Linked DNA regions of Mus musculus: all the other regions are linked to region 3. A link is a contact called in public ChIA-PET and HiChIP or PLAC-seq data. All regions are on one chromosome and are shown on one strand. The core of a region is the stretch at or near the end of the contact, and the rest is flanking DNA. Distances in the headings are between cores, read along the strand shown. Region 1 holds the start of Batf (basic leucine zipper transcription factor, ATF-like). Region 2 holds the start of Flvcr2 (feline leukemia virus subgroup C cellular receptor 2). Region 3 has its middle 17 kb from the start of Gm32296.

Evidence for each region. ChIA-PET counts read pairs in DNA pulled down with a chosen protein or histone mark. HiChIP or PLAC-seq counts read pairs in DNA pulled down with a chosen protein or histone mark.
Region 1: an H3K27ac HiChIP or PLAC-seq map of double positive thymocytes shows a contact between it and region 3, with 6 read pairs. The contact joins the promoter of Batf here to the enhancer-like site in region 3. A contact is called at or near these places in 5 of 39 promoter capture datasets (embryonic stem cells, liver, pre-B cells and 1 more), 2 of 484 Hi-C or Micro-C datasets (bone marrow-derived macrophages and nephron progenitors), 4 of 115 datasets of contacts at active chromatin or transcription factors (double positive thymocytes, embryonic stem cells, microglia and 1 more) and 2 of 9 other capture datasets (adipose tissue and pancreatic islet).
Region 2: an RNA polymerase II ChIA-PET map of memory CD8 T cells shows a contact between it and region 3, with 8 read pairs. The contact joins the promoter of Flvcr2 here to the enhancer-like site in region 3. A contact is called at or near these places in 3 of 39 promoter capture datasets (embryonic stem cells, epiblast stem cells and trophoblast stem cells), 2 of 484 Hi-C or Micro-C datasets (CD4 T cells and bone marrow-derived macrophages) and 3 of 115 datasets of contacts at active chromatin or transcription factors (memory CD8 T cells, microglia and stem cell-derived neural progenitor cells).

Annotation. Positions count from the first base shown.
Region 1 is chr12:85,684,121-85,688,211 of GRCm38.p6, reverse strand. Batf (basic leucine zipper transcription factor, ATF-like) reads right to left here and starts at 1,492. Exons shown (of 3, transcript NM_016767.2): 1 at 1,239-1,492. The coding sequence starts at 1,301.
Region 2 is chr12:85,743,568-85,748,187 of GRCm38.p6, reverse strand. It overlaps Flvcr2 (feline leukemia virus subgroup C cellular receptor 2), which reads right to left and starts at 1,649. Exons shown (of 10, transcript NM_145447.2): 1 at 599-1,649. The coding sequence starts at 1,336.
Region 3 is chr12:85,543,844-85,548,365 of GRCm38.p6, reverse strand. No RefSeq gene overlaps it. Among named protein-coding and RNA genes, the nearest start is that of Gm32296, 17 kb to the right of the region's middle. Within about 2 kb of position 2,490, at least 56 of the 459 cell types and tissues checked have an H3K27ac peak or open chromatin away from gene starts, as enhancers often do. A contact at or near this core is called in double positive thymocytes, memory CD8 T cells and thymic regulatory T cells, where this site is marked.

The DNA.
Region 1 (4,091 bases), core at 243-2,742, 140 kb before region 3:
GTCATTCTAGCAAACGGACATTGGGTTAGAGAGGGCAAGGATATATTCTTCCTTTAATGTGCTAAGGGACTAGGTTGCCATGGAAGCTGTGAGTAATTTCCTTCTTAAGAAGAGACTGGGGTACCATCTTCCAGGCAGTCTGAGTTGCTCTGATACCATCGTGAGCGAGGGACTATCTCCCTCTTGAGGTCTTCACCAGTATGGCTTTTGGTGAGGGCTTGTGACAGATGTGGGAGCCGGTGGTCAGGTAGTTTACGTTTATTTTGTTTGTAGCGTTTTGCAGCCCCCTGGATGTGTGTGAGCCAAACACTCTACCTCTGAGCCCCTCCCAATATGTGTGCTAAGGAAAGAATATAGTTTTTAAGATGAGATGTAAAAAAGTTTAATCCGTGGGTCTATGTTGGATGAGGAGGAGAAATGTCTAGAACAAGGGGCATCAGGAACGTGGTAGAGAGACCCAGAAACCACAAGGTGAGAAAGGCATCCCATCGGAGGCATCTTTCAGTCTGAGACATTTCGGCTTGGTATCAGTCAAGAGTCTAAGAGTCTCAGAATCTTTCCCTCCATCCCTGGTTTTTCAGGGATGATATTAGCTACTAGTGAAAGTCTCTGACACGCCTCCTGGACCATGGCCTTCTTTCTTCTATCTGGAAGCCACATGGGGGGTGGGGGGGAAAGATACAGGTTGTAGCTTTAGCCTCCCTTCCCACGGACTGCTGGAGTTACCGAGGCAATCCGCAGGCAGATCTTGCCACTCTTCTCCTCCTGTCTACCTTGCTTTGATTTGCTATATTTCTCTTCCCTGACCTCGGTTCTGTCTTGCCACTTGCTTGGTTTTTTCCTGGAAAGCTACAACTCTAGGATTTGGGTGGAGCCCGAAGCAGCGATCTACTGGAACATTCCTCTGCTTATGGTTGACCATACTTCTAAGCTCTGTGATATTCACCCTGCCCCCAGCTTCCTAGAAAGTTTCACGGTGGGAACCTAAGTGGCAGAGACGAGGGGTACCTCTTGGAAAGAGAGGCTTTTGTGGCGGGATGCGAAGCTTCAGCCCTTGGACCTCTGTATAGCAAACACCACACGGTCCAGAGTCTGCTAGAGAGTTCCTGCCACGAGCTACTTCCTTCCCCAGACAGAGCTCCCTGGGCAGGACAAGGGAGCCTACCCCTCTTCTACCACCCCAGGAAAATCAGAAGGCAAGGCATGCGGGGCGTGGGGGAGGGGGACGAAGGGGGTACCTGTTTGCCAGGGGGAGGAGAGCGGCTGAAGCTGGAGTCACTGCTGTCGGAGCTGTGAGGCATGGTTCTAATCTTCCGGGCTCTCCCACACCGTCCCAGATGCCTCTGGGCGATCTTCTCACTAGCTGGCTCCCCTTCTTGACTGCTAGGGGGCCACCAGCACACCACCTTCCACAGGTACCTCCCCTGCTTGCCCAACAGCAACCTCTGACAGACCCCTGCGTCCTCCTCTCTCTCGGGTGCAGAGGGACTGCTCCCCACAGGGACATCTCGCTGCTTTGGGGCTTGCGCACAGGCCCTCTCTTGTGGTTTCTGGTAATTCAAGCTGGAAGTCACATGGGCGGAAACGTCAACAAGTTAGAAAGAAGGTAGAGAGAAAATACACATCTGGGAAAAGACCACAGAATTAGGTGAAAGAAAAAAAAATACACAAACCCCCAGTATCTTCCGGCAGGCAGTTTGAAAGGCAGAGCGAGCGCTCTTCAATTGATGAAGATAAAGAAGAAAAACAGCCACACAGGGAAAATCCCCGGCCAGAATTAGCAAGTTCTCTGCTGTCAACATGGCAGAGAGCAGCAGGAAAGAGCCTCCAGGTCACAGGCCTTGATTTTTAAATCTAAATACAGTCAGCGACAAGCCTGAGGACCCTTTCTGGGTTTCACCCGAAAGCAACTGCCCATCCTGTTTTATGACCGGCCTTCCTCCTTCACCTATAGGACAGTTCGGTGGGCTGGGGACAAAAAGAAAGGAGGGCACTGCCTTTTACAGATGACCAAGCAAGACGTTGGGGCTAGCTGAGAGTCTCGGGGAGTCTCTGGAATCGATGCTAAAGAAGTTTATTATCTATCCCCTGTCCTCTTAGCAAGACACTTTCATTCTCCCTAGAGAAAGGATACCTACCTTCTGTGGAGGGGCTCCTTCAGGAGTTCAAGGTTGACCTTGAGTCTTCAGAAGTCAGTGACGTCATAACCCAACAAGGAGAGAACGTCAAAATGAGGGACAGAGGCTCTGGACTTGGAGTCAGATCGATATGATGAGAATCCAGTGACTCCCTATCCCTACTCCCCCCCCCCCCAGCCTCCCACCACACACACACACCTAAAACCTGCCCCACCTACTACCTTTCAGGGCTACTGCAATGAGGGATGACAATTTGAATAGGAATGTCCCCCACTCTGTAAAGCATGCTGTGGAGTGGCGGTGTTTGGCATGTGTCCCATGACACGAACACGCTTGTCGCTTTAGTGAACAGTCCCATTCTCATCCCAGTGTTTTGGCTATTTTTTTTTAAAGTTTGGGGACTGGAAAGATGCTCAGCAGTTAGGAACACTGGCTGCTCGTCCAGAGGACTTGGGATCTAGTCCTAACATCCAGACAGTGGCCCAATCATCTGTTACTCCAGTTCCAGGGGTCCTCTTCCTGACTCCTCGGGTACCAGGAAATGGACACGGGGCACATACATATGTGCAGGCAAGACACGCACACATATTAAAATAAAAGCTCTTACTCTATTCCCAGTGTGGCTCAAATGCTCACCTCGATTAATCTGAGGGCTGACAATATGTTATGGCTCCTAAAGCATTTTTGTATCCACTGATTACAATTCTGCCTGACGACAATATTGTTCTAAGGACAAACCTATCAAAATAATAATAATAACAATAATAACAATAACAATAATAATAATAATAATAATAAAAGTCAATCCTTGTAGAATTTGTATTTAGTGGTGAGAGCAGACAGGTAAAACAACTGAGCTGACATAATACATCAGGGAGTGTCAAGTGTCACAGATAAAAATAGAGCAGGGTAGGAGAATTCGAAGAGTGGCCACTTTTGTAAGCTGGCCAGGAAGGGCTTGGTGAAGGGGTCACACGTGAGCAGGAACCTGAGGGGGAGCAGAGAGGCTAAGTGAAGAAAGGTCCAGGCACACACCTGAGGTGGAACACCAGAGAGCCCAGTGTCTCCGGATCAGAGGTCCTGAGAGTGGCAGGGGACTGGTAGGGGATAAGTTCGGTACGTGGATCAGCCGGGACGTCTCTCAAGGCTCTTGGAGTCAATTGGGAGGAGTTTTGCCTCATTCTAAAGTAACCAGAGAACCAACCACAGGCCCGTGCCCCGTTCCCTAGATCCTCAGATCTAGCCACTGCGACTGCCTGTTTGTTTCAGAGCACTTATCGTAGCCGCTGATTGTTTTAGAACTTATTTTCTTCACTGGAAGGCAAACTGCATTTGGGAATTTCTTATTTAATCAAGCGTCCCCTGAGCACCCACCATGTGCCAGGCAAAACACTTGACTTTTTCCCCTGAACGAGACAGTTTATCAGTAAGTTTCCACTGTGTAACATACCAAGGACTTCACGAGAGCTTTAAACAGGCATGCTTTTGGCTGAGTTTGTAGGTCATTCAGAAGATTCCAGAAGGCCACAGTAGCTCTGATCTCATCCAGACCTCTCAGCTGCTGAGTTGGTTGGTAACTGACTGGTCTGTTCTCCCTGGCCCACCCCACCCCACCCTCCCAGCCATCCTGCCTGTTGTTCCCTTGGCAGGTGCCGGATTCTAAAGGCAGAACTCAGAACCTGCCAACATCCATGATCAGGTCTAGCTCAGAGTCCCATCTACCACATCCTATTGACCAAAGAAAGTCACAAAGTCGCTCAATGTTCAGTGGGCTGAAGATACAGTCCACCTCTTGACTCAGACCCAGTTGAAGACTTGTAAGGTCAAGCCTGCTGCCTCCCCCAGGTGGGCAGACGTTGGTAGTGTGAGAGCAGGGGAACTACATGCTCTGACTGGAGTATCCTGGGATCCCTTTAGACACAGTTGAGATTTTCCTGTGGGGAGAAAAGTGAA
Region 2 (4,620 bases), core at 400-2,899, 200 kb before region 3:
GTGAGATTTCTACTCTCTCCTACTCGACTTGGCTCTAAATCCCAGAGAGTTTAGGGCAAAGCCTGGTTCCAGGTGTCCTGGTTTCAGCTCTGCGTAAAAGGTAAGAACAGCCCAGCCCACAGTTTCGTGCACAGAGGATCTTGAGTTCTAGCAAATCTGGCTGGTCCAGCTAAAACCACCAAGGACACCTAAACAGCCACCTGGCAGTCAAAGATTGCTACCAGAGAAAAGACCAGCATTCCTAAAATTGGTGGAACTGGTGTACTGATAAAGGCTGGGGAGAAACACCATCAAAAAACGATCATATTTTAATTAGTATGCTTCCTACAGGCTAGGAAAAACTGTGGATGAAAGAAAAAGTCCTTTGTTTGTGACCCCCGCCCCATTAATCTTCAATGTCACTGACAGTCACAATCACCCAACTACACTGTCAGTCCACACCCAACCACAAAGCCACCCAAGAGTCATAAAGTCTGTGAACCAGAAAACTACAGCTTCTCTCATCGTCAGGTACCCTCTAACATACTCAGCCCCATCATGGTGAGATGCTCTCTCTCTTTGGAACAGCCGTCCACACACACACCCGCCCTCTACTCACCTGATTGCCAAACACAGCCACGGAGCAGGCTGTTGAAACCTCATCAGCTCCAAACCAGACCGAAGCAATGCGTGAGGGCATGCCCAGAATGAAGACCTGTGCCACAGAGCAGATGACCTGACCCACCATTGTGACCGGGAAGAGGTGAGGCTCTAGGCTGCCCAGCTTTACCCAGGCTCCCAGGCAATTGAGAGCTGAGCCGGTGATAGCGATGGTTCGAAGACCAAATTTCTCCAGCATCCAGGCCACGGGCAGGAGCAGAGGGATGTAGGTCAGCATGTAGCACATGGACAGCCAATCAATGGCAAAGGCACTGACACCGTAGAAGTTCATGAAGATGTTATTGATGGAGCCGTACTGAATCCACTGGAAGGCATTGCACAAGGAGTAGCAACTGAACACCAGGACCACGACCCAACGACGCTTGCTCACCTTGATCACGCTGTCTTCTCTAACCAAGCTACTATGATGGGTCAAACCGCTGGGTTGAGCCAAGGTACTGGGGAGTGCTGAACTGCTGGGACGGACAGAGACGCTGGGGTCGATGGAGACACTAGGATGGATGGAGACACTGGGGTGGCCTGAGACGCTGGGGTGGCCTGAGACGCTGGGGTGGCCTGAGACGCTGGGATGGATGGAGCCGCTGGGCTGGGTGGAGTAGCTGGTGTCCATCTGGAATTCCGACTCTGGCGCAGGTCTGTCATTGCTCTCCTCCTGGTTGAGACTTTCATTCACCATGACCACAACGAGCTCCTGAATCCCAGGCACGTACTGACTCCTACAGTCTTATGGGTCAGCAGCCTTTTGCCTGTCCCCCTAGAGCTGAGGCAACACTTCTCCGGGAGCGCACCTCTGTTAGCGGAGAAATCGAGATCTCAGGTTCCTACGATCACTCCCTAGCAAACTGTTGTCCCCCAAGTTGGCCGCAGACGCCTTGCCACGCGTTCCAGGCTGTCCAGATGAAGCGTTGACCGTCCTGGAAAAAGTTTGACTCCTGAACAGCGAACTGTGGCAGGGCGAGCTCGGTTTGCTCCCGGGCAGGCTGGGGCCTCGCCCCCTCGGGCGCACGTGACCGCCCCGCCCCCCGGCCTGCCCGGCTCCCCACGCCCCTCAACCCCTCCCACCCAGGATCCCCTGCCTCCTTGAGCGGGGCTCGCAAGGCGCCGCTCTTGTTTCGCCATAGGTTGGGGTGTACATTCCTCTCCGACGTCCCCGGTGTCATGGAAACCGCCCGGTTAGCCCCCACCCCTACACTTTCCCTAAATTCACTTGTCCCCCCCACTCCCAGAGGTCTTCGTTGGTAAATGAGGACTTCGCCTCACGCCCTTCCGAGGTCAGAGTCTTCTCGGGGCCAGCGGGCGTGCACCGAGGCTCGGAGTCCCTAAACTGCTCAGGGGGATCCGAGAGAGATCCCTACCTTCCTCTCTTTTGCTGGGCTCTCCAGGTGACAGTTCAGTGTGCCTGGTGAAAGGAATGCTTGCTTTTCTCAGAGACCTCCCAGCCGACAAAGACTTATTTTGGTGAACTCGTATATGAACTTGTTTAGTGTCTGACGGGTCCCTGAGGTCTCCCACTAGGGAACCCCGCGAGCCAAGCATAGCCTGGAGGGAAAGTTGTGGAACCAAGTCTCTGCGCAGGCTCTGGGAGTGAGGCAACGAAGTGACTCATACAGCCTCGTAGCCCTCCGCTGCCACCTACCGATCCCCTGAGCGTCACCTCTTAGCCTGGAAGCAAGGCTTTCAGAGAAGGAATGCTGGCTTGCGCTGGTCCCTACAACTCCATGGGTTCACAGTGATAAAGAACCCAAAATTTAGGTTGGATTCCGGTTTAGCGACTTAGGCGTGTAACAATAGGTCACTGAACACCACTTCTGAGCTCCCGTTTCTTTTGCAAAATGTAGATGGTGAAATAATGGCCCTTAGAAAAATCCAGCCAGGCGTGGTGGCACACACCTTTAATCCCAGCACTCGGGAGGCAGAGGCAGGTGGATTTCTGAGTTCGAGGCCAGCCTGGTCTACAGAGTGAGTTCCAGGACAGCCAGGGCTATACAGAGAAACCCTGTCTCGAAAAAAAAAAAAAAAAAAAAAAGAAAAATCCCTGGCTGATAATTCGTTCAACAAATGTTTCCTATCCTGCCAAAAGGCTAGCATTTGTTGCCACGGGGTAAATGTGCTTCATGGGTGAGCATGCCGGGCATTCTATAATGTAGTTACTATTGCTTGCCCTGGGTGTGTGTGTCTGTATGTGTGCATGTGTATGGTGTATGTGCAGGCACTCAAGGCTTTGAAAACATCGAGCTGTAAGCTCTCGGCCTTCTTGCCTCGTGCTATAGACAAGAAAACAAGCCTTTTAGAACTCAGTTAACTAAGGTCCCAGCTGGCCTGAAAAGTCATACTTCCCATCATTCAAGCTACCACACAGTTACATAAGAGCAGTCTGAGCTGCAGCCTGGGTGGCTCCTGGAAACCTGGTGGTGTTTTTGTTTTGCCTTTTTTGTCTGTTTTGGCTTGGTCTTTTTGAGACAGGGTTGCTCAGGGTAACCTTGAATTCCACACCCTCTCAATCCTAAATGGTGAGTTTACAGGTGTATATCACCATGCCCGCCCCCCTGCCAAGCTTGTTTCAAGGGAAGATTCCCAGATCCCCAGGTTCAGCCCAGAACTCCTGAATTAGAACATTTGAACAGAATCTCCAGGTGATTCATGTGTGTTCACACGTTGAATCTTGAGGGACACTGCTTCCTTGTCCTCCCCGACCCCCCCCCCCTTTTAAAGCTCTGCAGTGGTGTTTACAACTTGAGTCTGCACATTAGAATCAAGAATAGGTGATGGCGAAGAGAGATGGTTCAGGGTTTAAGGGGGCTTGCTGCTTTCTCAGAGGAGTTGAGTTCAGTTCCCGCACTCACACTGAGTGGCTCACAACCATCTGTAGCATGAGGGAATCTTCCAGCCTCAGGCACCTGCTGACCTGTGAGCACATGCACGGATGTAAATGTAAATAACAACAACATGCTGACCTGTGAGCACATGCACGGATGTAAATGTAAATAACAACAACAATAATAATCTTTAAAAAAAATAGAATCTATCTGAGTGGATGGTGGTGTGGGGCATTCATTGGACAAGGTGGCTCAGACACAGGCTTAAGCTATAGAAAGTCTATATTAGCGATGTTTGGGATTCCAGTGTAGCACCAAGACTTGCTCAGGAAGAAAGCCGCTTTTTTTTTTTTTTAAGATTTATTTATTTATTATGTGTGAGTACACTGTAGCTGTCTTCAGACACTCCAGAAGAGGGTGTCAGATCTCGTAACGGATGGTTGTGAGCCACCATGTGGTTGCTGGGATTTGAACTCTGGACCTTTGGAAGAGCAGTCGGGTGCTCTTACCCACTGAGCCATCTCACCAGCCCCCTGAAAGCCGCTTTTTGAGTCGCCACATCTTAATTAGTAAGAACAGTTAGCCAGAAGCACTGCTACAGAAGCCAAAAAGCAAGGCTAGCATGTGTCGAGATTGTCCCAGAGCTATGGACTAGGTCTTTGTTTTCATGTTGGCAGATGGCGCTGTCTATGCTCTGAGTGTAATAGCCTTAGTGATACTTCCGTCATGGAGTTGGGTGTGCTAAGGTCTGTGGACCTGTCTCAGGTGGGAGTCCACTCACATCCTAGATGTCCATTGCATCTAAGGATAGCTGGGAGCCATCTAAGGCCCCTGTCCTAGCACATGTGCCCCACGTGTGCCCCAGGGAGAGACTCACTACTGGTTCCCAGCAGAGAAGACCAGTTCTGCTAACTCTCCTGGGTCAGTAGGAACCTTTTCAGGGAGCACACATTTTCTGGTAGAAATTACAGAGGCTTTCATTCTATTATGGGGTATTTGTAGAGAGAGCGCATACCCACTGAAGAGTTTCTGTGAGTGTCTATAACTTATTTTTCAGACTTCCATAATTAGGGTCAGAACAAATAACCACAAGGCAGAGTCCTGTTCCTAATGGCTCTTCCCCAGCACTCAGGGCAGAACTGTA
Region 3 (4,522 bases), core at 1,241-3,740:
GTTCCTTCCCTGGCCAGACTGACTGGCGGGCGCCCAGCTTGGGAGCTGCGCCACACTGGAGACACGCTCCAGGGAGGTGAAATTAGCTGGGAAGGTCTGGAGCCACAGTGTGAGGACCACCAGGCCTGCACATCCTGTGGGGCGGAGCACAGAGGTAGAGTCTGACACTCGTCTCTGGGGTCTCTCTCTGGGGACCCTCTCTTGGCAGGGACAACTTATTTTTAGCTAAGAAGGGCTCCTTTGGCTCTTTGTGGGAGGCTGTGTCTCGTGGGCTGGAGGTGAGACAAATCCTTTCCCCCTCAGCTGGAATGCTGTCTCCCACACTCTGATCCTGGCCAATAACTCCTCAGGCCACACTTTCCAACTTAAAGGGTGGCTCTTCAGACAGCCGTTCCTTTCCCAGGAGTGTGAACCAGGCCTCCAGGTATAGTCTAGTCAGATTCTGTGTTTTGTCTTTGGAGAGAGGATAAATAAAAGCAACGACACTTCATCCCACCAACTACTCTGTCCCCTGCCCCTAATCAGAGCAGGATCTCAAAATGGAGTCACTGTCATTTAAGTGACAGGTTTATCCTCACAGGCAACCCTTCCCCCAGCCACCCAGAGCTGTCAGTCTGGGTTTCCAAGCATGTGTGGGAAGGCATAGACAGGTCTATCGACCCTGTAGAAAAGACCCTGCTTTTATGGGCAGGAGCACCCCCACCTTCCCACGCCTTAAAAATGCTCATTTATGCCAGTCAGGTTGACTTGCATAATGACATCATTGAGCGTGATGAGCTTCTGAGCAGTCAGTTAAAATGATGTCGTGCAACCCAGCCTCGTATTTTGGAGAGAAAGAAATTGGGAGGAATGGTTATGAGTCCTTAGGGATAGACTCCACCATAGGACGGGCAGATGGCTGGCAGTCCCACATCTGGCTCAGTGCCACAAGGTCAGACCCTTTAAGTGGATCCTAAGGTTTATGGTGTATTCTTCCATATATCCTGGGCCTGAACTCAAGGCAACAACTTTGTAATACACAAAACTATGTAGCTCTTATTTTATGTAATCTATATATATGCATACAAATGCACAGTCAGACGTGCAATTTACTGGCCTAGAACGCTCTATGTAGCCGTGGCTTGTGGTCCCCCGGCCTCTGCCCATCCTTGATTGTTGGGATTACAGACGTAAGCCACCTTGCCCAACAATACCCTGTTTAATAGGGAAGCTATCTGGAGAGTAATTGTACTGGACGCGATGTCTGCTGCCTCTTAGCATCCAGTTACTTATATCTAAGGCAGGGAAATCAGGTCATAGAACTAAGCAGAAGAAAAGCAATCCCTGATATTATACAACTCCTTTCTAGGGGCTGGGGAGATGGCTCAGCAGCTAAGAACACGTGTTGCTCTTATAGACGACCTGGGTTCAGTTCCCAGCACCAGCACTGTGGCTCGCAGCCATCTGTAGCTCCCGGTCCAAAGGATCCAAGATCCTCTTCTGACCCCTGTGGGCATCATCCAAGCACATGATGCACATACACATGTGCAAGCAAACACACTCATAAAAATAAAATTTTATATATTTATATATGTGTGTGTGTGTGTGTGTATTTAAATCCTTTCTGTTAGTGCCTTTGAAATACACAATTAGCAAGCTTGATGACATAGGCCTATAATCCCAGCTACTCAAGAGGCTAAGGCAGGAGGATCACAAGTTCATGATCAGCCTGAGCAAGTTACTGAGACCCTGTCTCAAAATAAAAAGTAAGGCTGTTGAGTGGCATGCTTGCTCAAGCCTGCTCCTTCCCTCTGGAGTTTATTCTATAGTTTTTGCTCTCGTTTTCATAAATATAATAATAACAACAACAATAGCAAAATAGAGGGCTAGGAGATGGCATGATGGTTCATATCTATGATCCCAGAAGTCTGGAAGTGGAGTCAGGAAGATCAGGAGTTCAAGGACAGCCTCAGCAACACAGCTGTGGGATCTTCCTCTTACAGCGTGATACACTGGCGACTGCCTAGAATGCGACCAGGCAACACCCAGGCAACCATCCAGGTCTAGAAAGGACAGAAGCCAGGTTGGAGACTACCATGGCTGCCTCCGTGTCTCTCAACTGGGTTGAGCTGGTTCAGAGGAAAAGCAGGAAGCACAGCATCACTGTGCCTTCCTGGGAGTTCCAAGACTGCCCATGAACTAGCTGCTCCTTCTGCAGTCAGGGAAGCTTGTCATTATAAGAGCAGAGGCTGCTTTCAGTGCCTCATGGCTGCTCAGGGAGACCCTAACCCAGCAGCTGATGCCCAGAGAGACCTCCGTCTAACTGTAGAAGCTGCGGCAGCTGTCACGGCCACTGCAAAAGCTGCTGCTTCCGTTGGAGGGGACGTCGTTGTGTTGACAGCTCTCATCTGGGAGATTCTGTTTCCGTCACGGCTGCCCCAGGCACACTGTAATGACTCCAGAGGATGACACTTGGGCAGTGACAGCTTCAGATGCACCTCAGATGGCCCCCGCCATCTTGCAGGTGTCCTTAGGTCTAGGGAAGTACTTCCACCACCCGTGACAGCTGTGACAGGCAGGCCCAGTACTAAGTAAAAAAGTTTGTGGTTAGAAGACAGAAGGCTGGGTGCACTTGTGCCTGGCAGACTAAACCCTTCCTTCACTCTACCCCACTATGCCTCTGTGCCTTCCTGGTGCTGCAGCCTGGGTTCCATTAAAATCTCATCCCAGGCGGTTTCATAGCCTACTTATGGTTTTAGAGCACAGGTAAAGTGGGCAAGCCCTTAGCATAATGTACAGATAATTTTAACTTGGTGGTGTTGTACACACCTTTAATCCCAGCTCTGCAGGGGGGGAGGGTCAGAGGCAGACAGATCTCTGAGTTCAAGGGCAGCCTGATCTACAGAGCTAGTTTTAGACAGCCAAGGTTAACACCGAGAAACTGTCTTGAACACAACCAACAAATAAATAAACAATAAACAATTTTACTTCTTGCATTTGTTTGTTTGTTTATTTATTTATTATTTTACCCCAATCAGGTCATTTCAAGCCTCAGAGGGTTTCTTTTCCCACTGCTGAGAAAGGACACTATGAAGGCACCAGGACTCTGTTGAGTGTTAATTGGGAAACAGTCACGTGCATACACTCTGCGTTTATAAGGGCTTGGGTCCCTTTCTCTCTGCTGTCTTCAGTACTTGGTGGGTGTGGAGTCCCTCCAGTGTTGCTGTGGATTTGCAAAATCAGTGGTTGTGATTGAGTGTCTGAGCTTTGATCTTTTGAATGGCCACACGAAGGTATTAACCAAAGGAACCCAGCTCTACTCAGAGCCTCCTGCTCCTGAGTGCAGAGGGGCTTCCACGCCTTGGCCAAATGGACTCCTAAGGAATTTGGTAATTGCCTTTCCAGTTAGAATGGCACATATTCACCACTCAGCGGATTCTAGAATCTGTTAAAAATGCAACTATAAATAGCCCAGGGACTTCCAGAGTTCCTTGCAAATTCCCTGTACTTATGAATAGCCTGTTGTTCAAAGCCACCCAACTCTTCTTACCAGCGGGTTTGCAAAAGCAAGCCCCCCATCACTACCTTTGTGTTTATTTAACCATCTCATTCCCAGAATAACTTAAGATGATTTCTAAGAGATGTCCACAATATAATGAAAGCAAAAGTATAGATAAGTAAGGAAATACAGAGGGAAAAGAAAAAGCAAGGCAAAGAGTCTGAGGGAGAAATTTCTGTTCTGAGGTTGGGAGAGTCTTTACATGAGTTCAGGAGGAGGCTGTAGATTTGAACATGAGCTTCCTAGCAAGCCAAGCAAAAGAGTGGGGGTTAGAATGGTTGAGTGCATGGTTTATATCACGCAGAAAATAAAGGCTGTGTTGAGAAATACAGCAGCCCCCAGAGTGAAGACCTAAGAGAAGTTCTTGCATTTGTCCTTCCAAAAACAAAGCCAACAACAGAAAATGACATTCTCAGGGGGGCTGTGATGAGGAGCATCACTGATTCTCTTAGAACATCCCTCGATGGGAGCTGATGACTTCTGTTAGACTTCAAGCCTGAGACAAAGAGCTGAGGCGCCTCCTGGCCTCCAGATTCTCTCTGTAGCCCTCAGCCCCTACCTATTACAGGGTCCTCCTGGCTGGCATACCCTGCCCCCTACCCTAAACTGTCCTGCCCAGGGGGACCTAGGGTGCTCTTCCCTATATAATCACATCACTTTAGATATCTGCTCTTTTTGTGCCTCTGGGCCTCCTGGCTGTTGCACCTGGCTCCTCTGTTCTCCATCCCTTCTCCTCGCCCTTCCTCAAATAGCTCAGGGTCCCGACCACTCTGGGCTCTCCCAAACGTCCCTGCCTCTGGCTCTGCTCTCCCACATATCCATAATAAACTCTCTCCTCCACCATACCTAGGACCAGTCATGTTTCCTTTCCTTTTTATGTCTTTCTTTCTTTTTTTTTTTCCATTCAACTTCTTAACAGAGTAAGTTCATTGAACACATTTCCACGGGAGCACGGAGGACAGGGTTCAGATCAACAGCTGTGAT